Regions from separate parts of the Mus musculus genome. Here regions 1, 2, 3, 4, 5 and 7 are each linked to region 6. Evidence: chromatin contacts called from public promoter capture Hi-C data. All regions are on one chromosome and are shown on one strand. Each heading gives the region's core, a stretch centred on a gene start, on an enhancer-like site or on the middle of the called end of the contact. The rest is flanking DNA. Distances are from core to core; before and after follow the strand shown.

Region 1 (3,306 bases), core at 67-2,566, 1.6 Mb before region 6:
TATAAAGCAATGTTGGAGATGCCATGTGAGTGACTTAGAGCCACCTCTGTGCCGGACACACTGCAACCACACATGAACTAAAGCAAAATTCAAAGGAACAACACCCCACTCTCGTCTCCAGCAAAGGAGTCACTGTCATCTTGTGCTCTTGGCAAATGCAGTGCCCCCAGTACACAATTCAAACTTTCTGCTGTCATAAAAGTAAATGCTGGAAAATGCTTCAAAACAATTGTTAGACAATATCACAACACACCAAGTACTGACACAAGCTTTGCTATACCATTTACAGTATTTATAAAAACTTAAGTTTCTTCCTTCCACATGACATAGTATTAGAAAGACACTTCCAAGAGTATCAACTTGAAACTTATAGATTCCGTGGTATATAATGTAAATTATAGCTACAGACCAGTCAAAGAGGCAGGAATTCTGACTTGTTCTACTAACTGTTTTGAGTTCTATTTGAGATTTTACGATGTTAGGGGAAATGGGGATTTTAAATGGAGTTTGAAATTTTTCTGTGCCCCATTGTAAAGAAGGGCACAGATTCTTTTGATACCCACAGCCACACTTAGGACTAACTTCCTACAACTCTGCCCCACCAGTAATGCAGGGGTTAATCTACTCATGAGGCCAGAGTCATTGGAATGTCACCTTTGGAACGGCCCTCACACAGCCAAGAGTGTGTTTTTAATGTAGGCAGCAGTCAATCCCATCGAGCTGACAGTTGGTTACCAAGTACATACACTTCACAAATAGGTGTCTCCAGAGCCATAGGGAGCAGATACATCATTACGGCAAAGGACGTGAATCCAGTGTGGAAGAGAGAGACGCTGCACGTGCTCTCTCACTACACTCTCCACACAAGCCAGTACAGTAAGAGCCTTGCTGATAATGCGGAGGCCAGGAGATGCCCCAGCCCAGGCTCACGCCACACCTCAGGCTGCTCCAGCATCCAGGGCTGTCACTGCTTGACAGTGAGACACCGGACACAGCAGCTGTGGCACCGGAGTCTGGACCAAGAGAAGAGTGCGGCTGAGGACAAGTGTCCCTGCAGAGTCAGGGAGTGTGGCGGCTCAGCCACGTCAAGACCTAGGGAGACAGCCTGTGGGCTCAGCCCTGCATAGGCCTCGCAGAGCCGAACCGCCTGCACAGGGCAAAGCGGAGGAAACCGGAACCCTGCCGGTTCCTGCGGGCAGCACTCACCATGGCGCCCCCGTCCGCCTCCGGCAGCTGACTGGCCTGAGGCACCCGGACACCCCAGCTCAACTGACCGATCAAATGTAAAGATGGCGCGAGACAAAGCCCCCGCGAACTAGCGAACCCGCCAAGGCCCGCCCCTGTGCCCGGGCTGCGCTCCTGATTGGACCGCCCCTCAGTCCCCGCCCCATCATCGTGCCTTGATTGGCCACAGATAGCACCAATCGATGACTTGAGAAAGGCAGACTACCCCAAAAAGTGGCTGCTGCGAAATATTTTCAGTTTTGTTTTGTATTTTGTTTTTCAAGACAAACCCACGCTGGCCTCGAACTCATGGCAGTCCCTCTGCCTGGGCTCCAAAGCGCTGAGATTACATGAGTTGACCGCTATGCTCCCCTTGTCCGAAGGTAAAGCTCACTCCAGGTGGATGACGAGATTAGCATTTAGTTCATTATGTGAATTATGTCATGTGAATTATGAACTGTACATAGGAATATATTATTCACAAATGTAAAGAAAACGATGACAATTATTTTTAAATTTCAAATAACGTTTTCTTGTGTATGTATGTGTGTGTGTGTGTGTGTGTGTGTGTGTGTGTGTTTTGTCTTTGATCTTTGGCCCCAGAACTTTTGAATAGAGAAGCTGACAGAAATCAAATAGAAACTATCTGTTAACGAGAATGTCAAGTACAAATAAAATGTGACACACATTGTCATTTAAATTTTCCTGGAATTCACATTGAAAAATTAATCTGACTGTATTAATAGGAAATATAAGCCCCTCAAAGAGCACCCAGTGGCCAGGCCCTGCCCCTGAGGCCCTCCAACCACTAGGCTCCACCTACAAAACGTTCTATAGGCCAAAACTGCAGGTTAAGCTCCGCCCCATAAGAAAAAAAAAAAAAACCCTTAAGCTCAGAACTTCAAATCTCACCAACCCCTGAGCTTGCCCCAAGATCCGGACTTCAAATCCCACCAATCCTCATCCTGGAAAGCTCTGTGCCCGCCCCCTTCCCCAAGAAACCCCTTAAAAAGTCCACCTCCAGCTCCGTTGCTCCTTGCTACTTCTTTCCAGAGCAGAGGCAGCTACCTACTTGTGTTTTGTCCGAATAAATCTCTTGTTGTGAGGTTTGTTGTGTGGTGTGACTTTGTGCTGTTCTTTGGCTCCCATCTGCCAGGACACTTTTCCCCTCGGAACTGTAACATTTATGGTGTCCTGACCTGAAGAGGCTCCTCCTCCTGTCTGTGCACCCCCTTGGGGTCTGAGCCATATTGGGACCCATCCTTCACCTCCAGTCCATCTGCAGCAGACTGGCGTTCTGACTCACGGATAGCTCAGCGCCTCCCCTCTCAGCCCCCCAGGCCCCATCCACCAGCGGCATTAGGTAAATTTCCCATTCGGTCAGTTCAAACACTTCCCTGAGTCTGCGGAAGTGGCTATTGAGTTATTTGGCGCCCCTCTGGTACTCTTGGAGGCAGAGGTACCCCCCCACACCCCCAGCCACGGTCTTTGAGGCTACGGCTGGCTCTCTTCACCTGCCCCCTCCTCCTGAGAGCTACAATCTTGCAGTGTTTAGGCCCACAGGAGCTATTGGGCCCCTTCCTGTCTTCTTTCCCTACCTTTCCTTCAGAGCTGATCATAAATACACAGCCCCTCTAGGGCCTCGTAGCTTTTGTGACCCTGCTTCTGATTCTTCCCTGTGGATGAGACAACTCCCCTCCCCTCCCTCTAGAGTTTAGTTCTCATCCTCACCTTTGGGCTGCTACAACAGCCCTGGTACTAAGTCTCTCCTCAGGTTTCGCCAGGCTAAGCCCCTGGCCCCTGTTGGATGTGCTGACAACCCACTTAACGACTTGGTCCTCCTGGCTTGTGTCTTCCTCTGGTCCTCCCTGAATCCTGGGGATGCTTGTGACTACAGACTACGGTGACATTTTTCCTTCCTACCCCCTCTCTTATCCATGGGAGCAGTATCGTTCGTACCCTCTCATTCCCCCTCAGCACCCGAACTGAAAAGCCCTAAACTTGTGCACCTTTGCAGTAAAACTTGACCTCGATACCCTATCTATAATCTATCAAAATGGTCACCTGATAGCACCCCAGATG
Region 2 (3,203 bases), core at 495-2,994, 1.7 Mb after region 6:
AGTTAACACTGAAGGAAGACAGCAGCAGCCCAACCGGACAGCAGCCAGTCCATACTAGGGAAGTCGGCAGGCTCTTCGCAGATTCCTTTATGAAAATGTAACTGATAAAATGTCTTTTTTACCTTAACATTTTGAGTGGAGACCTGTGATAGTGGCATAAAATTTCAAGTTCAAGTAAAAATACATATGTAGAAAACTAAACAAGCTTAGAAAGCCGAGATGGTTATAATTCAGGGGAACCAAGTTACCCAGGAAAGGAAATCATAGCTTCTATATGGTCAAAATCATATACATGCAACCTGGACTTATATTCTGCACGGTTACCAAGGAAGATTGGGGATTAGAAAGGAATACCCAGACCCAATACTGAAAACTGCTCTACTGAAAAATAAACAGGAATTGAGAGTCTGCTCCTGTGTAAGGGGGCCCCTTCAGTTACTGGCATATGGATTAACCAACAGCCCTGTTCTGTAAAACTCATCTCGTTCCAGCATCTCAGAACATCTGTGGTCAAATCCTGGAAGCAAGACCTCACAACAGACTAACACCCCACAACTTCTTTGAAGTCAAAGCATGTTTGAATACCTGGTTGGCTGAATCTTTTACGTAAAAGACCAAAATGAGACTATTCGTTTACTTTTCTAGTCCCATTGAAGCAGTAACTCAAACCAGTTCACAGAGCACAATCAATGAACAATAGGAGTTTTGTGCTCTAATTTGGCTATCATTTAGAGAGGCTATTTTTGGGGAGAGTGCTTTAATTAGTCTACACTTCAAAAGCACCCCCCACCCCACCTCCAGTTTTTTGAGATAAAGTCTCCAGCAGCCCAGTCTGGCCTAGCATTATGTAGCTGAGGTTGACCTTAAACTTTCCCTTTTTCTTTCTTTCTTTTTTTTTTTTTTTTTTTTTTTTTTGTCTCCACTTCCCAAGTGCGGAGACTACAGCCATGTGCCCAGTCTTGTGCGGTGGTGGGGAATCCACGGCAGCTCTCTACATGCCAGGCAAGCCTCTTTACCAGCCGAGCTGCATAGTAGATCCTCATTACTAGTTTTCCCCTTTTGGTAGATCCTCCTACTCTGGTGAGTAAGCAAAGATCATCCTTGGTCGGTCATTTTGTTGGAGACAGGCATAGGGCGACCTCTACAGGCCAGAGGGAAGAAGTAATTTTCAACTTCCCGATTTTTTTTTAAAGGTTTTGCCTCCCTGAATGTTTTTTAGTAAAATCTATTTACTAAACAAAGTAGTAAACAAGGGTATTATTTTTAAACTTTGCATCACGGATTGTGGATAAAGATTCTGAGTAACTCGAAATTGTCTACGCATCTGCCATTCCGCATCCCAGCCCTCGCCCACTCCTTGGATGTACCCAGTGGCTCTCTTTAAGTACCGGGGTTCCCGCACACCGGCTCGCACTCAGGGATCTGACGTCTAGTCACTCAAATCCCTCTATTTAGTTAAGCGATTTAAGGGGCCCAGGCTTCAGGGACATAACCATGCGGGGTAAGAATAAAAGCCCGCAGGCCGTACTTCTCGCGCTGTCTCGCACAGCGGCGGCCATCTCGCTCAGGAGCTCTTCCACCACCTCCGGGAGCGCGACCGCCATGGCACGCCGCCCGTCTTCTCTCCTCCCGGGCGCTGCGAACTTCACGCGCCCTGCAGGCCGGGGGCGGGGCGGGGCGGGACGAGACGGCGTGACGTCAGCATGCGTCATCGCGCATGCGGACTGGCGGGGCGTCCCGGGCCAGCCGTGGCTTAGTGGATCTCTGAGGGAGGACCCGTCGGCATGTTCCGGTTGCTTCGCTGGCGTCTGGGTCGAACCCTGCTGCGGGCCGCGGGCCGGCGGTGTGGGGGTTGTACGGCGCGCCTGCTGCCGGAGCGGACGGGCGACGCGGGGACGGGCGCGGAGCGGCTGCGGACCCGAGGCGCGCCGGCGCGGGGGCACGGGGTGCTGCCGCTGTTGGCAGGTGAGCGGTGCGCTCCGGGCGGGGCCGGCCCGGCGGGGGCGGGGACGCGGGCACGGGCCGGTCCCGGTGACCTCTGAGCCGCTTCTCGCAGCTCTCGCCTGGTTCTCGCGACCCGCGGCGACGGCCGAGCAGCCGGGAGAGGACGCGTCAGACGAGGCGGAGGCCGAGATCATCCAGCTGCTGAAGCAAGCCAAGGTGAGGGGCTCGACCGGGCGCGCGCGCTCTCTGCTCCGGTTTCCCGAGGCCTGGATGGATTGGCCCTGGGTGGAAGGTTGGGATCCATCCAGACTGGTCCAGAGCGAATCCTGCAGCAGAATCGCTGCAGTTGTGAGTGCAGGTGGAGACCCTCACATTTCCTTTATTTATTTATTTATTTTGTCCAAACGTATTGATTGAGGATGTTTTGCGAGGGTGGCTTTAATCAGCTAACCTCCAAGCCGAATGACATTTTGTTCATAGACTATGAATGACGCCCCGAAAATGCAATTTAGTATCGTTTATGCCTATTGGTTTGCGTCTAAATCTGTTTCTCCACATCCTTTTTTTCCCCCCTCCAGGTTTATTTCATCTCTTCCTACGGGTTCAATATCGACTTAATGCCAACAACGTCCAGATTTGTGTTCAGACTGCAGTGTGTCATTGACATGCTGTCTCTATTGCAAGGCCACAGCTATCTCTCAGATTTAGCATGCCCGGGACTAAGCACTTTTTCTTAAATTCCTTCCCCCCAAATATGGCTTTAACAGTGTTCTCTCTATCACCTAAAAAATTAAGCCTAAAAAATCATAGTGGTTCCTCAGGCGGACCCCTGTGTTTGAAACCAGCTTGCTCTACAAAGCAAGTCCAGGACAGCCAGGATTCTGTTACACAGAGAAACCCTGTCTCAAAAAAGAGGAGAAAAAAAAAAAAAAAAACAGAAAATAATCATAATTGTTCTTAAAGTGTGTTGTTGATAATTCCCAGTTACAGCAGTAAACACAGTTGCCATCAAATCCAGAACACTTCTCAAATCGCCTGCCCTCTTTTTCCATTCCCTCTTTTCCCCCAGTTTTCCTCACACAGGTCCTGTTCTCTTGCCCCAACCGCAGTCCTTTCTCCGTGTAGCAACCTGAGTGATGGTTTGAAAATGTAAATCAGATTGTAGTAGTGCTTTCTTGTTTGACAGCTGAGTGACTTCTCCCTGTACCTGTGAGAAAACACAAACCCCCTGTCAGAGGCTGCAGGGCTGGAAGTGATCT
Region 3 (2,942 bases), core at 406-2,905, 1.4 Mb before region 6:
CTATTGGTAACATGGAGAGATGATGGCGACCTGGAAACACAGGCAGATCCAAGGCTCCAGTATGGAGTCCATGCATGTTTTCTACAAAGGGCAATGACTGGCTTAGGCTTAAGGCCCTGAGTCACCACAGCCCGAACACTGCCTGGAAGACACCATCCCAGGGTTCACACAGAACTCTATATGCCAAAGCATCACAGTGGGTCTGGCCCATGGGTTGTCATTTGCTGACACAGTTCTAGATTCAGAGATTCACTAAGCGAAGTAATGTGGGAAAAGGATCTCTAGGAAGCACATCACTGTGGCCTTTCAGCACCTGGAGACAGGCACTCTAGATTTCCCCCCACAGAATGCAGACAACTACTGGATAGTGGTGCCATGGCTGTCAATTCTCATCCACCACTCTCATCCTGGAATAGCTACCCTCAGGGGTTCAGGAACTGTTCTCCAGATATGAGGATTCCCCATATACTCCCAATGAGCATCTAGGGGCTACTGAAGAGGCTCACCAAAAACCAACTTGGAAAGACACCGGGTAGCTGAGACAGGCAGCCAGGCCTGGACTTTGGTAGGAGTCAAGGGACAGCTCAGGGACAGGATAGGGAGGGCGGGTCTTCACATGCCTACTAGACAATGCTGAGACTTCACGACTTAGATCCTATAAAGGTGAGCAGCTGAAGACTCAATGCTATAGACGCAGGCCCTGCCCAGACTGGCCAGCAAACACTATTTACAGTCACAGTCAGGTCTGCTGTATAGATAATGAGACCATACAGGCAAACAGCTGGCACTGCAAAGAGGAACCAGAAATAAGGGAAAAACTGGATTCTCAGAACACTGGGACAATCTGTCACTGTGGAGAGGCTGTGCAGAGAGTGGCTTTTTGAATAAAGTCCCACGAACCAGCGAAATCTTTCTAAGAAGTGAGGAGGGAGGGACAAAGCTGAAGCACCCATCTTGAAAATAACTCCAGAAGCTTCTGACTTGACTGGTTGGGGTCCCAGGCACAACGCTCTGTGCAAGTAACTAGCGCAACCTGGATGCCTTCCATGGGACATCCGCCTCTAGGTGACCCCTTCCCTAAGTCTAGATTGTCCTCAGAAAGTCATTTCCAGAATAATCTAATTATGCCTCTTCCCAAGGGTGTCTAGCCAGTATTCCCTAGAAATCTTATCCTGGACATCCTTCCTGGGATTCTGGAGGTCTGCTCCCTCAGCACTCTAACGACCCTACTGCCCCGCCCTGCTGCCCCGCCCAAGCTCACCCATACAGAATGACGTCATAGAGCGTGCGTCCCTGCACATTCAGGAAATGGGCATACGCCGCACGCGCAGAGGGCTGAGCCGCGCCGGTCGGAGGCCCCGAAAGCGGCAGCTCATTGGTCGATAGTCCCAACAGGAAGGGTGCAGCGTCCGGGCCGCGCACGCGCACTAAGGCGCGCCCGTCCAGCCGGAAGCAAGTCCAGGCCACACCGTCCGCGGGGTTGCTGCCAAGAAGGCCAAAGCCACGGGCTAGGCAGTGACTCGCGGTCCCGCTCAGCCGCCAGTGCCAAGCTGGGCTTCTGCGCCCCACAGCCGCGCCCCGAAGCAGCGCCACCGCTGCCATCTTGGGCGCTAAGTGAAGGCGGGCACCACAGCGGCCCCGGGCGGCGGCGGCGGCGGCGGCGGCTGGCGACGCGCGTGCGTGGGGGGGAAAGTGGGCGGGACCTCAGCCAGTGGATGGGTGCGCAAGCCCAGATAAACACCAAGGCTAGAGCCACCCGGTGACCCTTTCCTTAGTTGGCTCCTGGTCAAACCGCTTGTGGTCGTGGTAAATAAGTAAACATGAAATCTGCCATCTTACCTCGGTCCTGGTGTGCAATCCCAGCCAGCCTCTCGGGGGGCAGAGGCAGGAGGATGCGTGTTCAAGACCTGCCTGTGCAACTTAAAATGAATATCCTGTCTCCGAATAAAAAGTTGAAGATAGATAGCTCAGTGGTAGAGCATTTCCTAGCAGGCAGGAAGCCATGGTTCCCATCCCCAGTACTGCCCAGAAAAAAAGGAGGAAAAAAGTTAGGCATTTCCTTGTTCACGGTTAAATACGAACAGTATAAAATGTATTATCTTCACCACTGTTACTTTGTTATTGCTATACTAAACATGACCAAAAGCAACTTGGGAAGAAAAGGGGTTCACTTCATTTGAAAACTCTCAGGTCACACCCACTTACAGAGAGAACTCAGGGCAGGAACTGAAGCAGAAGCCCTGGAAGAGGGCTCTTACCGGCCAGCTTCTGATGGCTTGTCCAGCCTGCTTTTTGATACGACCCAGGAGCACCTGTCCACAGTGAGCTGGGCCCTCTCACATCAGTCATTGATGTGATATAAGCCAAGACCTGTTTAGAGGCCAAGCTTATGGAGGCGTTTTCTGAATCTTCCCAGATATCGCTAGGCTTGTGGCAAGTTGATGAAAGCCAGCCAGCGAGACCACTTTTAGTGCATTTATATCGGCATTGTTCAAACGGCTGCGCAGCCCTCACTATCATCCAACTCCAGAACTTTTTATCTCCCAATCATCCAACTCCAGAACGTTGACTCCTCCCAGAACACACACTCAGCCGCTGGTGCCCACAGTTGGCTTTCTGCCCTTGTGGGTTGGAAGCCTCTGAGAACCAGTGCCTGTCCTCTTGCACCTGGCTCTCTTCATGGAGCACCCATCCTCAGTATAGCACGTATCAGAATTCCCTTCCCTTTTTAAGAATTGTATTTTATAGCTGGGCATGGTGGCACACACCTTTAATCCCAGCACTTGGGAGACAGAGGCAGGTGGATTTCTGAGTTTGAGGCCAGCCTGGTCTACAGAGTGAGTTCCAGGACAGCCAGGGCTATACAGAGAAATCCTGTATCGAAAAAAAATTTTTTTATTACGGTAATGCCTACCTTTCCCTATGTGCTGAGCTGGCAACGG
Region 4 (3,203 bases), core at 305-2,804, 1.6 Mb before region 6:
TTCTTGTAGCTCTACTATCTTAGTATTTTCATTTTTATTTATAAATCTTTCCAATTTCTCTTCTATGACCTGTCTTCATTTTTCAGATATCTTTCTCGTCGTATCTCTACTACTTTAGAGTTTTCCTAATTTTTATTTATATTTTTTTCTAATTTTTCTTCTAAGGCCTGTAACCTACATCTTCCAGTCTTCTCCTTATCTAAGTTTGCTTTCTTTTGATCTCTCTTTAAAAAGATATAGAAAATTTGTTATCGTTACTGAAAAAAATTATTTATATGCTGATAACTATAGCAAAAATTATACAGACTCTAGATGCCCTGTGCCACTGAGTTCTTTCCATTTTTATCATAGAAGATATTTTCCCTTTAATCTCTATCTCCTTAAAAACTTCGATTTACCAACTTAAACTATATTTGTCTACGATGTTTTATATTTAGTCTCTTTCCTCTTTTATTGTTTTCAAACTTAATACCTTACCGGTTCAGAAGTTTGGGGCTTTTTAGTCCCATAGCCGCTGCGGGAAAATGTTCCTTTTGTTCTTTAGTGCGTCTGCAGGCTCCACAGACCAGCAAGTGTCTACGGTGGCTAACTTCAACCCCTCAGCTCAGTTCAGGAGGCTGCCCCCATTGTTTCCATCTTTCTGCAGGCCCTTCCGACCTGCTGCTCGAGAATGGCTTTAGGTCTTTACCTGCAGCCACCGGCTGAAAGCCAGGCCTATGTGCCCCAGCTCTGGATCGCAAACTGCGCTTGGTTCGTGCAGCTCTGAGAAGCTGCTCGCCTGCGGGCCACGCCAGAGGCTCGTGGCCGGCCGCTGCCTGACTCAGCAGCCGCGGGAGTGCTAGACCCGGGCCGCTGCAGACGCAGGCTGGAGTGCGTTCCGGCTCGCTACCCAGTTGCTTATAGACGGCCGCTCAAGCGCTCAGCCCGCCGCTACGGGAAATCTTACGGGAGAGAAGCCGTGCCTGGCTTTCTAGTTTAGCACTCGCTGTCCACAACTTTTCTAAGTTGCTGGCCCCAGCAACGTCAGATACACTCGCGGCAGAAGTTGTGGCCGCAGACGGTCACCACCATAAGCTTTGACTGTTTCCTGATTCGTGCATAATCATCCCGTTATTCTAAGTTCTGCCACACGTGGCTGGTTACCTGGTTCTCAGTTTTTGCTGCTATCTCCATCAGCGTTCTGGGGCCAAACTTGCGTCGGTGTCGATCCCGGCATCCACCCCGGCCCCTCTCTTTTCCAGGCATCACACCTTCTAATTTCCTGCCTAAGCTCACTGGCCATTGTATTGACCGGAGAAAGGTTTACACAGTGCACAAGAGATTAGCTACAGAACCCATGGCCAAAGTTTGCAGCATCCGGATCTTGGGGTGCGGGGACACCACCTGCGGAGACTTGTCACCGCAAGAGAGGCGAAAATGCGATCTCTTGCACTATAATTCGATTCCGACCCCGAGCCCCGATACACAGCGGCCAACCCAAGAACAAACGGGTTCTAAAAAATAATAAAAACTAGCTTCCTGCTTCCGCTGTGGTTTCTCTTCCGGCGGAAGTCTGAGAGCTTAGTGCCGGATGTACCCACTACCCAGGAGGCTGAGAGTGCCGCTACCTGCTCCTGGCCCGTTCCCACTGCGCTCTCGCGGCGGAGTTGCCCGATCCCGGTGCACCACGAAAAGCTCGATCCAGGCGCAGACGCCAGCACCATGGCTGCCCCAGACTTGTCCACCAACCTCCAGGAGGAGGCCACCTGCGCCATCTGCCTGGATTACTTCACCGACCCGGTGATGACCGACTGCGGCCACAACTTCTGCCGCGAGTGCATCCGACGTTGCTGGGGCCAGCCCGAGGGCCCATACGCGTGCCCCGAGTGTCGCGAGCTGTCGGCGCAGAGGAACCTACGGCCCAACCGCCCGCTCGCCAAAATGGCAGAAATGGCACGACGCCTGCACCCGCCTTCTCCGGTCCCGCAGGGCGTCTGTGCGGCGCACCGCGAGCCGCTGACCACCTTCTGCGGCGACGACCTCAGCCTGCTGTGCCCCATCTGCGAGCGTTCGGAGCACTGGACTCACCGGGTGAGACCGCTGCAGGAGGCGGCGGACGACCTCAAGGTGCGTTCCATTGGGTGCAGCCGGCCAGTGCCCGGTGCGAAGGGATGTCCCGTTACTGCCCTGCCCTGAGTTGAGGAAGTGTGAGTTACAGTTAACTTGATCCTGTGACGGGGTCGGGATTGTAGCCTGTCTTATTCCAGGATGAGATGCACGTGCATTCTGGGGAAAACCGGGTGTTGGTAGTCAGTCCAGACTCAGCTTGGAGAGCTTGTGAAGGGGCCCGCTGTCAGATCAACAGTTTGGCCTGTGTCAGAGTTGATACTCTGCCAGTGTGTCCCCATCACTGCATGAACTTGGGTGACCAGAATAAACCAGGCACCAAGTCTCCTTTACTTTGGACTTTAGCACAAAGGTGAACTTATAAACTTATAAACTTAAAAAGCTTATAAACAGAGATCGTCCCAGTAATTTTTCATTTCGTTTCGTCCATACCCGGTTTACCGATGATTGGTTGGCAGGTTTACCCCCCTGCCACCAAACCCCTTAATGGTGCTGAAAGAGACCCACATCTCTCCACGAATGACATGATAAGCCCTGAAGGGACAACACTAAAGCTGCTCTATTGCCAAAAAAGAAAACCTTTGTCCTCTGTCCTGTTAAGTTCACTGTCTGAACAACAGACAAGACAGATCAGCTTAAGTAACACTAAGTTTCTCTTGCATAGGGGTTCACACAAGAAAAGAGAAAGAAAAGCTCAGAGAAGCAGTTACCCTTAGGCCTTTTATCCCAAAAGGTGTGGAGTTACCAGAAAGAGACCTTGTGAAATAGGAAATGATTGTGAAATAGGAGGCTGATGGCAGAGAGGGTGTCTCCCTCCTGCAGAATGGATGCTCTGTCTTGCGTACGCTTAGGTATCTGTGGCTGTTCAGCACAGGAGCAGGTTTGGGTGTGGGGGACACAGCCTGCTTTCTGGTAACGCCAGGAAATGGGCAGATAGCTCTTCCCTGTGACCAGTGGGCCTGCAGTGAGCCATCCCTCCACTCACTAGAGTTTGGGAGGGGTTCTTTAGGCCATGCTGGCCTACGTGGTCCTGGTGACAAGTTCACTCTTTGGCTCTGGGGCCATGAGTGAGTAGTATCCAGAAGAGAACCAAAGAG
Region 5 (3,239 bases), core at 104-2,603, 1.6 Mb before region 6:
CAGTATGTTCTGACAGAGTGTATCTACCTCAGTTTGGGACCTGGATGTAACCACAGGCCTCCACCTCAAAAGTGTTCTTCACAACTTATTCCAGAGGCTCATGGTGCATCATTGCAGAACATAAGGATAACAGCACCCTCAAACACGCTAAGCTACGATTTTCTCTCCTGTCGGGCGGAGACCACGGCTTTCCTACCTGGCTATTCAGACATCTCTCTCTGGGTCAGGGATGATACTCTATCTAGATCCCTGCAACCCATCTTCACACAGAGTCTAATAGTCGGTTTCTGCCCGGTGGCAGGTGCTACGTGCAATGACCAAGAGAGTATAGCAGAGAAGGTTCCTGAATGAGGTGGACCGACAGCCCCTCAGAGGGCTGCAAATGGTAACTGGTAGACCAAAGACCACTCTCAGGTCTCCATAAGCAAGTGGATGGGCGGGGCTTGCACCGATGAAATCACACCGGGATAGGAGCAAGAGGCCTTGAGGAATGGGATCGGGACTTGAGGGGAATTCGAGAAAAATAGAAGTCTTAAGGTTGTATAGAGATAAGGCACAGCTAGGCCAGAGACCTGGGATGAAAGGGGGACGGAGGAGCATGCGCTAGAGATAATAGCTCGAGGGACATAGCAGGGTCCGGGAGACAGATAATAGAGATGAAGGAAGGCAGAATCACGGACTCCAGGATCCAAGAGCCCCTAGCATGGCAGGGTCCCCGGGGAAGGGAGGGTGCTGGGCACCCATGGGATGCGGGAGAGGGAAGAGGAGGTCAGCACACTGATCGAATGCCTGACTCCAGGTAAGCCACAAAGGTGGACAGTGTGCAGGGGCCCCTCGCGCACCTTGCCGCGCAGGGCCTTCCTCCAGCGCGGTTCCCACTCCGGCGGCTCCGGGCCAGCGGCCATGCGGCAGGCGGAGCACAGCGGATCCCCGTCGGCGCGACAGAGCAGCTGCAGCGCGGCCTCGCTGGCAGGGCCATCGCGCGCCGGCGCCGCGGCCGCCTCCTCGAGAGCCAGGAGGCGGCGGCTGAGCGGAGGGCGGCTGGGCTCTACGGCGCGCTGCCAGCAGTCATCGGCACACTCCGGGCACGGGAAGGGCCCGTCCTCCTCGGCCCAGAAGCGCACCACGCACGCCCGGCAGAAACGGTGGCCGCAGTCGGCGCGCACCGGTTCGCGGGGCGCGCGCTGACACAGGGCGCAGATGGCATCAGCTGGGCCCGCGGGGAGCGCCAGGGCTGCGGGCGGCGGCGCCGACGAGGGCGCGGGCGGAGAGGGCGCAGAAGGGCCGAGGACCGGCCGGAGATCAAGGCCGACGAGCCTCAGCCTACGACTCAGACCCAGACTGCGCCAACGCCGGGCACGCGCGCGCGCGGGGCGGGGTCCTGGCTGCCGTGCGCTCTGACGTCCAGGTCCTGGCAGCTGCGCATTCCTCCATCCAGGTCCTTGCAGCTGTGCGCTCTCATTTCAGGTTCTGGTATTCGCTCATCGCCCTGCCCATGATTGAGCAGCTGAGCTCTCTTCCACACTGGTTCCCGTAGCAGCTCACGACCTTTGTCCTGATGGTGTCAGTCGCGGGCTCCAAACCCAGATCCTTACAAAGATACTCCCTGTGTCCTATAAGATTACTCATCCTGCAGGGTACTGCCCCAACATCATGAATAATTGCCCATCTCCCACAGATAATTTGGGAGGTGGTCTGTCAGGAAAGGCTTTTCCAGGGTGACTTATCGCTATACCTTCAGCCCTGAAGCAGGATAAAACTGGCTAGGTAGGCAGATGCCTGTGTAGTCAACCAGGAGTATGACCAAATTAAGATAGCGACATAAAATGAAGTCAGGGAGTCTCACTGTGCACACAGAACAGCAGCACGTTTTGCAGGAAAGCACTCTAAAGAATATTGTGTTAATACAGCTGTAGTCAGCTATCTGCAATGTGTGACTCTTCAGACTGAGATTGCGGATATAACTGTAAATGTGACTGTGGTGGTTTGAATATGCTTGGCCCAGGGAGTGGCACTATTAGGAGGTGTGGTCTTGTTAGAGGAAGTGTGTCACTGTGGCCGTGGGCTTTGAGACCTCACTCTTAGCTGCGGGAAACAGTCTTTTGACTGCCTTGGATCAGGATGTAGAACTCTCAGTTCCTTCTCCAGAGCCTTGTCTGCCTGGATGCTGTCATGCTTCCTGCCTTGATAATGGACTGAACCTCTAAACATGTAAGCCAGCCCCAGTTAAATGTTCTTTATAAGAGTTACACTGGTCATGGTGTCTCTTCACAGTAATGAAACCCTAACTAAGACAGTGATGTTGCCATTTATATGCTCCAAACACTATGGCAGCAGCCACATCTGTACTAAAGCTATACAGCCCTTTTCTGGTCATTATTTCCTAGACAATAGAATGAAGATTTGCACAGTATTCACATCCTGTTAAGTATCATAAGTCATCTAGGAAAAAAATATTACATAGAAAGATGCATGTAAATATTATGATGTTTTAGCTGGGTATAATGATACATGCTTTTAATCACAGCACTTAGGAATTAGAGCTGGCAGTTCTCAGTGAGTTCCAGGCCAGTTTGTCTACACAGTGAGTTTCAGGCCAATCAAAGCTATATAGTAAGACCCTGTCTCAAAAATAAATAAATAAATAAATAAATAAATAAATAAATAAATAAATAAAAGTGTGTGTCTGTGTGTCTGTGTCTGTGAGTGAAAGAGAATTGTGTATGTGTGTGTGTGTGTGTAAGAGAGAGAGAGAGAGATGTGATGTGTGTAAGAGAAACATTTTATCTGAGGGATTGGAGTGTCCTTAAATTGTGGTATCCTTGGGGGTTTAGAGCCAACCTCTTCAACAGATATAGCATTTATGTATAAATTAATTAAAATTAATTAAATAAAAAATCAGTTGTACTTAGGCACTTTCACACTCATCTAACTGACCATAGCCAGATCCAACATGGTTCTCAAATTGTTACTGAGGTCTGGCGCTCAAACCCAGGGCATTATGCATCCTAGGCAATGACTGTACTTTTAATCCCAGCAATTGGGAGATGGAGGCAGGGAAATCGAGTTCAAGGCCAGTTTGAGCTACAAGACAAGACCTTGGCTTAAAAGAAAAGCCAAACCAAACAAAGATAACAACAAAAACCATAGCATGGATGGGAAGCAAGGATGAAGGACACGTGGGAAGATACGATGTAACCTGGAAGGTGGCCCAGAGCATGGGCATCCCTGACACCACC
Region 6 (3,098 bases), core at 309-2,808:
CCTGGGTGAGCAGAGCTGGGGACCTTAGCTATTAGGTGCATCTGGGTGCAGTGGTAAAGAGCTCCCGCCATGAAAGGCAGATCAGAGGCTTAGAGAGCTGGGCTCCTGAAAAGCTTCAATCTGCCCAGGCAAACTGCTCAGGTAAGAGACCCACCAGGTGTTCACACAGTACAGACCGGGCTCAAGTCCAGTTCAGCTGGCTTTGCCCTTCAGTCCATCTTCTACCTGCAGCTGCCCTTCCACCCTCTCTCTGTCACCTGGGCCCAAGGGGCTGCCCCGGGAATCCCCAGACCCATTTCCCTTTTGTCTGCCTGCTGTTTGGGAGAGAGGGTGGCCTGGATTCCCTAATTTCTTGGCTTTCCACTCCACAAACTTTTCCAAGTTACCACACAGTCCCCACTTTCCAACAGAGACTGCTGCCACCCTCAGTTTTCAGATTAGAAGACTGAGGTCTGGATGCTGTATCAGCAATCCTTCTGCTGCGTCATTCCATCCTCACAACCACCGTTCGAGGTAAGTACTGGTTCCTGGTTTTACACACCAGACTCTGGGATGCCTGGAAGACAAGGGGTGAGCTGTGTGACAGACACTGTAGATGGACAGGCATTACAGATGACAGACAGCATGGACAGCCAGGAGGGGCGGCGATATATGAAAATCTGACGGAGTATCAAAGACTGGAAAAGGGACTGGGAACCAGAAAAGGAAGCTGGAATTCATCTTGGGGAGGTTCAGAGCAGAACCTCTTTGCTATTCCTATTTGCTGGAGTGCCCAGGGACCTCCAGCACGGCTAAACCTTTGTTCAGGCTTTCTCCTCCGCTTCAGGATTTTTTATTGTTTGGGTTTGTTGTAGTTGTTTTGAGACAGAGGCTCGCTGTGTAGCCTAGGTTGGCATCCAATTTGTGAGCTATCCTCCAACCAGTCTCCAGAGTGCTGAGACGCATTTACCATCCCACTGTGCAATTTATTTATTTTCTGTCTGAAGAATATTTCCAATTTGGACCGATCCGTGGTAAATCTGCGCCCTTCAGACAGGAAAGCCTTTTTGTCGCCCCCTATAACAACGCCCAACCCCAGTAGGAACGTGACGTGCCCGTGCGCGTGCCCGCGGCTGCGCGACCCGTGGGCAGTCCCGGGACGTGACTTGTGGAACGTCCGCTTCGGGAAGCGATGGCGGCGGGAATGGGGTGTGGGTGCCCGGACCGCGCGCCTCCAGCTTTTGTTGTCCTGGCTTGCTCCACAGTTTGGGCCTGATGCTCTCCTGCCCGTAATTTTAACTTTCCACTGTTTCCGAAGCTTCACCGGAGTCCTGAGGGCTTTTCGTCGCCGAGAACTCCATTCAGGCACTTACTTAGCCACCCATTCACTCTTCAGGGGTCCTCGAGCTTCTGCCCGAAGCTAATTAAGTGATGGACGCAGTAGCCAAGGAGACTAGTTGATTGACAAGCATGATTTACCAACCGACTCTGGAAACTCCAGTCCGTGTTTGCCCAACGCGTGGCCGGCAGTCCAATTAAGAAAGTGGAAGCTCCAAAGGGGGCGGTCACGGGGCGGACTGGGTTGTGGCGATTCCCGAGGATTTGTGCGCTGGAAGCTGAGGCGTCTGCGGGCATCCGCACGATGCCGTGACGCGGCAGCGCTGTCCAGTGGACACCGCGAGCACACTCCGGCGGGTGGAGTCCCTCGGCCCCGGAGGCGGCTTGGCGTGCAGGCAAATTGTTGTTTTCGGGAGCTGTTCTCGAAGCTTTCCGCGGGTGGGGGGAGGGGCGGCGGCCGACGAGCGGGCCTCGTCTGCGCATGCGCCGGCCTCTCCGCCGACTGGGCGGCACGCACGCGCATGCTCAAAGTACGTGGAGTCTCGTGGCCGCCGGCAGTGCGCACGCGCGTCGAGAAGCCCGCTAAGGAGCGGCGCTGTCGGAGGTCGGGCGGGCTGGCGGTGACGTCGTGAGGAGAGCTTTAAAGTGCGGGCCGGGCCGGGCGTCTGAGGGTCCGACCGGGAGTCTGGCGGAGTCTTGGCCGAAGCCCTCCGCGGCATGAGGCGCTGCCGGCGCCTTTTTCCCTCAGGACGCGGAGAAGGTGGAGGAGGAGGAAGCCCCGCTGTAGCTGGTGCTGCATGACCGACCGCGGCTGAGGTTCGACCCCTTCCCGGCCCCTCTACGCCTACCCCTTTGGTCCCTTGAGCCACGCATGGGGGCCTGGCACTGAGGACCCTCGCTTCCCTTTCGGGTCCCTTTCGGGTCCCCTGAGAGCCATGCCGGACCGCCGCGGAGGACCCTAGAGTTGAGTTGGCGGGGGCCATGGCGGCCGCCAGCGGCTACACCGACCTGCGGGAGAAGCTCAAGTCCATGACGTCCCGGGACAACTACAAGGCGGGCAGTCGGGAGGCCGCCGCCGCTGCGGCCGCCGCCGTGGCTGCCGCTGCCGCTGCCGCGGCCGCCGCTGAGCCTTACCCGGCGTCCGGGACCACCAAGCGGAAATACCAGGAGGACTCGGACCCCGAGCGCAGCGACTACGAGGAGCATCAGTTGCAGAAGGAGGAAGAGGCGCGCAAGGTGAAGAGCGGCATCCGGCAGATCCGGCTCTTCAGTCAGGATGAGTGCTCCAAGATCGAGGCCCGCATCGATGAGGTGGTGTCCCGCGCCGAGAAGGGCCTGTACAACGAGCACACGGTGGACCGGGCCCCCCTGCGCAACAAGTACTTCTTCGGCGAGGGCTACACGTACGGGGCCCAGCTGCAGAAGCGCGGGCCGGGCCAGGAGCGCCTCTACCCGCCGGGCGACGTCGACGAGATCCCGGACTGGGTGCATCAGCTGGTGATCCAGAAGCTGGTGGAGCACCGCGTCATCCCCGAGGGCTTCGTCAACAGCGCGGTCATCAACGACTACCAGCCCGGCGGCTGCATCGTGTCCCACGTTGACCCCATCCACATCTTCGAGCGCCCCATCGTGTCCGTGTCTTTCTTCAGCGACTCGGCACTTTGCTTCGGCTGCAAGTTCCAGTTCAAGCCCATCCGGGTGTCGGAACCTGTGCTTTCTCTGCCGGTGCGCAGGGGGAGCGTGACTGTGCTCAGGTAACACACCTGGGAGGAGGGGCTGGC
Region 7 (3,286 bases), core at 579-3,078, 1.9 Mb after region 6:
GGTGCTGCTCTTCGCAGCTGCACCACTACCAACCCTTCGCCATTATACCTCAAGTGGGCCAGTTAGAAAGGTGAACTAGTTTGCTCTTCACACTTGTCCATCGCTGTCACCCTCCTTAACCCCTTCCATACTAGTCAAACAGCCACCAACTCTCCCTCAGAGTGGGCCTAGGACGGTCACCTGCGCCGGCCCCACCCGAGGCCCTCCATCCTCGCATCCCCTTCGCTGATCCCGCGGTGGCACCGCACGCCCCTTCCCAAATGGACAGATACCTCGGGCTGATGTCCGCCCGCCTAAGGCCATTCTTCCTCCAAACTCCAGGAGCCTCCACTCGTCTAGCCTGAACTCCCCACCGCACCCGACTCGCCCCTGGGGGAGGGAGAGGAAAAGACCTGCGGTTTGGACGGGCCCTAACCCTGCGTCCTCCGCGACGCCCCTGGCCTGGCTGATCCGAAGCTGGCGCCCTGGGAGCCCGAGGAAGCTCCCGGGCGAGCAGGGCCCGGAGGCCGGGGCTGCAGGCGCCGAGCCTACTCACCGGGAGCTGGCGGAGTGAGAGCCGGCGCGCCCCACGGCCGGACGACCGGGGCGCGGCCCCGGCGCGCGGCCCTCCGCCCGGCCCTCGCTCGGCAGCGCGGCGAGCTGGGCGCTCACTCCAGCCGCCGCCGCCGCAGCTTCGCCACCTTAGCCGCCATCTTGCCTCAACCCCACTCCCTCCCCCTCAGGCCGGGCGGCCGCGCTGAGGCGGCTCAGACTTGGGCTCCTCCTCCTTCCGGAGGGTTGGGGAGACGACTCCCTCCCCGGGAGAACGGAGTGCGGCTCTTACCTCGGCCTCGCTTCCTGGGTCGCGGACGCCGCGCCGGTTCTTTTCAAGTTGTCCCTCGCACTCATGCCCGCCCCGGCAGCGCTGCCTCCGGCCCGACCCGCCGCCGCCGTGGCAGCCATCGCGTCCTCGGCCTGGAGCGTCCCCGCGAGCCTGCCACTCCCGCGCGCCCGGGGCCTTCCCCTCAGGCGTGGGAAAGGACCGGGAGCCCGGCGCGAGGTTAGCCTTGCGACCCCTGCGCGCCGCCAAAGCGGCTACCCCGTCCCCTCGCCGCCAAAGAGAAACCTCAGCCCACGTGGCTGGGACGCACGTTAATTTCACACCGAGTGTTCCTCGGCATGGCGGGCGAGGCCTCCTCCACGGCGTGGCTCCTTAATCTCTGCCTCTTAAGAAAACTTAAGGGGCCTGCCGACCTCACCCTTCGAGTGAAATGACATTTCCTCTTAGCCGCTTACTTTTTCCTCTTGCAAAGCCGCCATCTGAGAAAGAACAAACGGTGACCCGCTTCGGAAAAACTTTTATTCCGGATAACGGGCTGTTTTATACAAAGTTTGAAGTCATAAAACGAGTTGAAAGGAGAATGCTGACGTTTGTTTTAGAATGCTTCCCTTTTGGCCGGCGTGCTGACACGCCTGAAATCCCAGCTCAGGAGGCAAAGGAATGGGAATCATTGCAAACTCGCATGGTCTGCATATAGTGAGTTTAGGGGAACACGCAGAGAGAGACGCGATCTCAAAATAACTCTAAAAATGCTTCCTTCCTTTTAAGCACACTGAACGGTAAGAAAGACACTTAAGACCGCAAAGTGCGGCTGAGCTCTGAAACTGGAGCAGATAGAGGATTCCGCCACCGAGGAGACGGGGCAGTATGGGTGGAAGTTTCCACGCTAGACCACGAATCTTGGTCTCCAGCCGCCGCCGCACTCTGACCCACGGAACGCAGTTTCAGCCGGTTCCGTTTTCCCGCAGGGAACCCGAGTCCACCCGCAGCCTGCCTTCCTGCGCAGGCGCAGTGCCACTTACCCGGCATGGAATTGGTGGGTTTCTTGTGTGTGGCCGTGGCTGTCCTGACTTGGGGCTTCCTCCGGGTTTGGAACTCAGCGGAACGAATGAGGTCTCCGGAGCAGGCGGGCCTGCCGGGAGCCGGAAGCCGGGCCCTTGTAGTGATCGCGCACCCGGACGATGAAGCCATGTTCTTTGCTCCCACCATGCTAGGCTTGGCACGCCTGGAGCAGCAGGTGTCCCTGCTCTGCTTCTCCTCAGGTAGGAGACTGTAGGAGGGTCGCTGGGTTAGGGAACTAACCGATCTTAGTTAACTTCTTCCGGAAAGGTTTTCTGTCGTAGGTAGCTACTTTCTCTGTGCTGGTCAGTCTGGGGACAGAAACAGCCGACTTCCCAGATAGGTTAGGGAACCCCGAGCGAATTCCATCCTAGCCAAATCGAGGAGCAGAAAAGTGGTTGTTCATCATTGGTTCCGTTCAGTACCTTCATGTTCCTTTGGGAACTGCGACTGTACTGGATGTTTTGGGTTTTTTATAAAGACAGTCTCACTGTAATCTAGCATCCCAGGCGTGAGCCGCTGTGCCTGACCTGTTATCCTGAGGAACCGTCTATTTGCAAAAGGATCAAATAAAATCATGCACCAGACAATTTGAGCTGTATGGTGTCTGCTCAGCCCACCAACTTTCTTTCCTAATAATAGCAAAAGACCTTCCTGCTGCTTTGAAACCCATTTTCTGCTACAAAGATTCATGTGTCAAATTGGGAGATTTTTTGTTTAACTTCAGACAAATAGAAATACATTTATAGATAATTTTAGAGTTCATCTGTACCCAGCTATTATTAAAAGAATTCTTCAAAAATGAGACTTGAATAATGATACAGACAAAAACAAACGAGAAAACCAGGATACCCTAAATATGGTGATGACTGGACAATGTGAAGTGTATACATACAGTGGGTGAATTTTATAGCAAAGTATACCTCAATAAAGCTGATTTTCAAAATTGCTCAGGACCTTTTTTCCCATGTGGTTGTTGTGTTGTTCTCTTTTGGGGGGCCAGGGGTGTTTTTGTTGTTGTTGTTTTGTTTTTTTGTTTTTCTAAACAGGGTTTCTCTGTATAGCCCTGGCTGTCCTAGAACTCACTCTGTAGACCAGGCTGGCCGAGAACTCAGAAATCTCCCTGCCTCTGCCTCACAAGTGCTGGGATTAAAGGCATGCGCCACCACTGCCCAGCTTCTTCGGGTGTTTGGTTGGTTTGGTTTGGTTTGGTTTGGTTTGGTTTGGTTTTTCGAGACAGGGTTTCTCTCTGTGTATAGCCCTGGCTGTCCTGGAACTGGCTTTGTAGACCAGGCTGGCCTCGAACACAGAAATCCGCCTGCCTCTGCCTCCTGAGTGCTGAGATTAAAGGTGTTCGCCACCACGCCCGGCTTTCTTTTTTTAATAACTGATCTTAAACAGAAATCA

The links. Promoter capture Hi-C pulls out the DNA fragments that hold promoters and counts their contacts.
Region 1: a promoter capture Hi-C map of pre-B cells shows a contact between it and region 6, with 3 times the contacts expected there. The contact joins the promoter of Zfp39 here to the promoter of Alkbh5 in region 6. A contact is called at or near these places in 2 of 39 promoter capture datasets (liver and pre-B cells).
Region 2: a promoter capture Hi-C map of liver shows a contact between it and region 6, with 3 times the contacts expected there. The contact joins the promoter of Ttc19 here to the promoter of Alkbh5 in region 6. A contact is called at or near these places in 3 of 39 promoter capture datasets (liver and pre-B cells).
Region 3: a promoter capture Hi-C map of pre-B cells shows a contact between it and region 6, with 3 times the contacts expected there. The contact joins the promoter of Iba57 here to the promoter of Alkbh5 in region 6. A contact is called at or near these places in 2 of 39 promoter capture datasets (liver and pre-B cells).
Region 4: a promoter capture Hi-C map of pre-B cells shows a contact between it and region 6, with 2.8 times the contacts expected there. The contact joins the promoter of Trim11 here to the promoter of Alkbh5 in region 6. A contact is called at or near these places in 4 of 39 promoter capture datasets (the C10 cell line, liver and pre-B cells).
Region 5: a contact with region 6 is called in a promoter capture Hi-C map of pre-B cells, with 3 times the contacts expected there. The contact joins the promoter of Rnf187 here to the promoter of Alkbh5 in region 6. A contact is called at or near these places in 3 of 39 promoter capture datasets (liver and pre-B cells), 1 of 115 datasets of contacts at active chromatin or transcription factors (pancreatic cancer cells) and 1 of 9 other capture datasets (liver).
Region 7: a promoter capture Hi-C map of liver shows a contact between it and region 6, with 4 times the contacts expected there. The contact joins the promoter of Pigl here to the promoter of Alkbh5 in region 6. A contact is called at or near these places in 2 of 39 promoter capture datasets (hippocampal neurons and liver) and 1 of 115 datasets of contacts at active chromatin or transcription factors (astrocytes).

The regions. Positions count from the first base shown.
Region 1 is chr11:58,902,909-58,906,214 of GRCm38.p6, forward strand. Zfp39 (zinc finger protein 39) reads right to left here and starts at 1,317. Exons shown (of 5, transcript NM_011758.2): 1 at 1,207-1,317. The coding sequence starts at 1,209. Gm12257 (a long non-coding RNA gene) reads left to right here and starts at 1,438. Exons shown (of 4, transcript XR_879896.2): 1 at 1,438-1,607; 2 at 2,381-2,587; 3 at 2,999-3,306.
Region 2 is chr11:62,279,729-62,282,931 of GRCm38.p6, forward strand. It overlaps Ttc19 (tetratricopeptide repeat domain 19), which reads left to right and starts at 1,745. Exons shown (of 10, transcript NM_028360.2): 1 at 1,745-1,965; 2 at 2,057-2,160. The coding sequence starts at 1,785. Zswim7 (zinc finger SWIM-type containing 7) reads right to left here and starts at 1,667. Exons shown (of 5, transcript NM_027198.1): 1 at 1,529-1,667. The coding sequence starts at 1,604.
Region 3 is chr11:59,162,090-59,165,031 of GRCm38.p6, forward strand. It overlaps Iba57 (IBA57 homolog, iron-sulfur cluster assembly), which reads right to left and starts at 1,656. Exons shown (of 3, transcript NM_173785.6): 1 at 1,262-1,656. The coding sequence starts at 1,602.
Region 4 is chr11:58,976,539-58,979,741 of GRCm38.p6, forward strand. It overlaps Trim11 (tripartite motif-containing 11), which reads left to right and starts at 1,555. Exons shown (of 6, transcript NM_053168.2): 1 at 1,555-2,106. The coding sequence starts at 1,702.
Region 5 is chr11:58,937,553-58,940,791 of GRCm38.p6, forward strand. Rnf187 (ring finger protein 187) reads right to left here and starts at 1,354. Exons shown (of 4, transcript NM_022423.2): 1 at 843-1,354. The coding sequence starts at 1,232.
Region 6 is chr11:60,536,125-60,539,222 of GRCm38.p6, forward strand. It overlaps Alkbh5 (alkB homolog 5, RNA demethylase), which reads left to right and starts at 1,559. Exons shown (of 4, transcript NM_172943.4): 1 at 1,559-3,071. The coding sequence starts at 2,299.
Region 7 is chr11:62,456,613-62,459,898 of GRCm38.p6, forward strand. Pigl (phosphatidylinositol glycan anchor biosynthesis, class L) reads left to right here and starts at 1,829. Exons shown (of 7, transcript NM_001039536.4): 1 at 1,829-2,082. The coding sequence starts at 1,848. It also overlaps a transcript of Ncor1 not described here.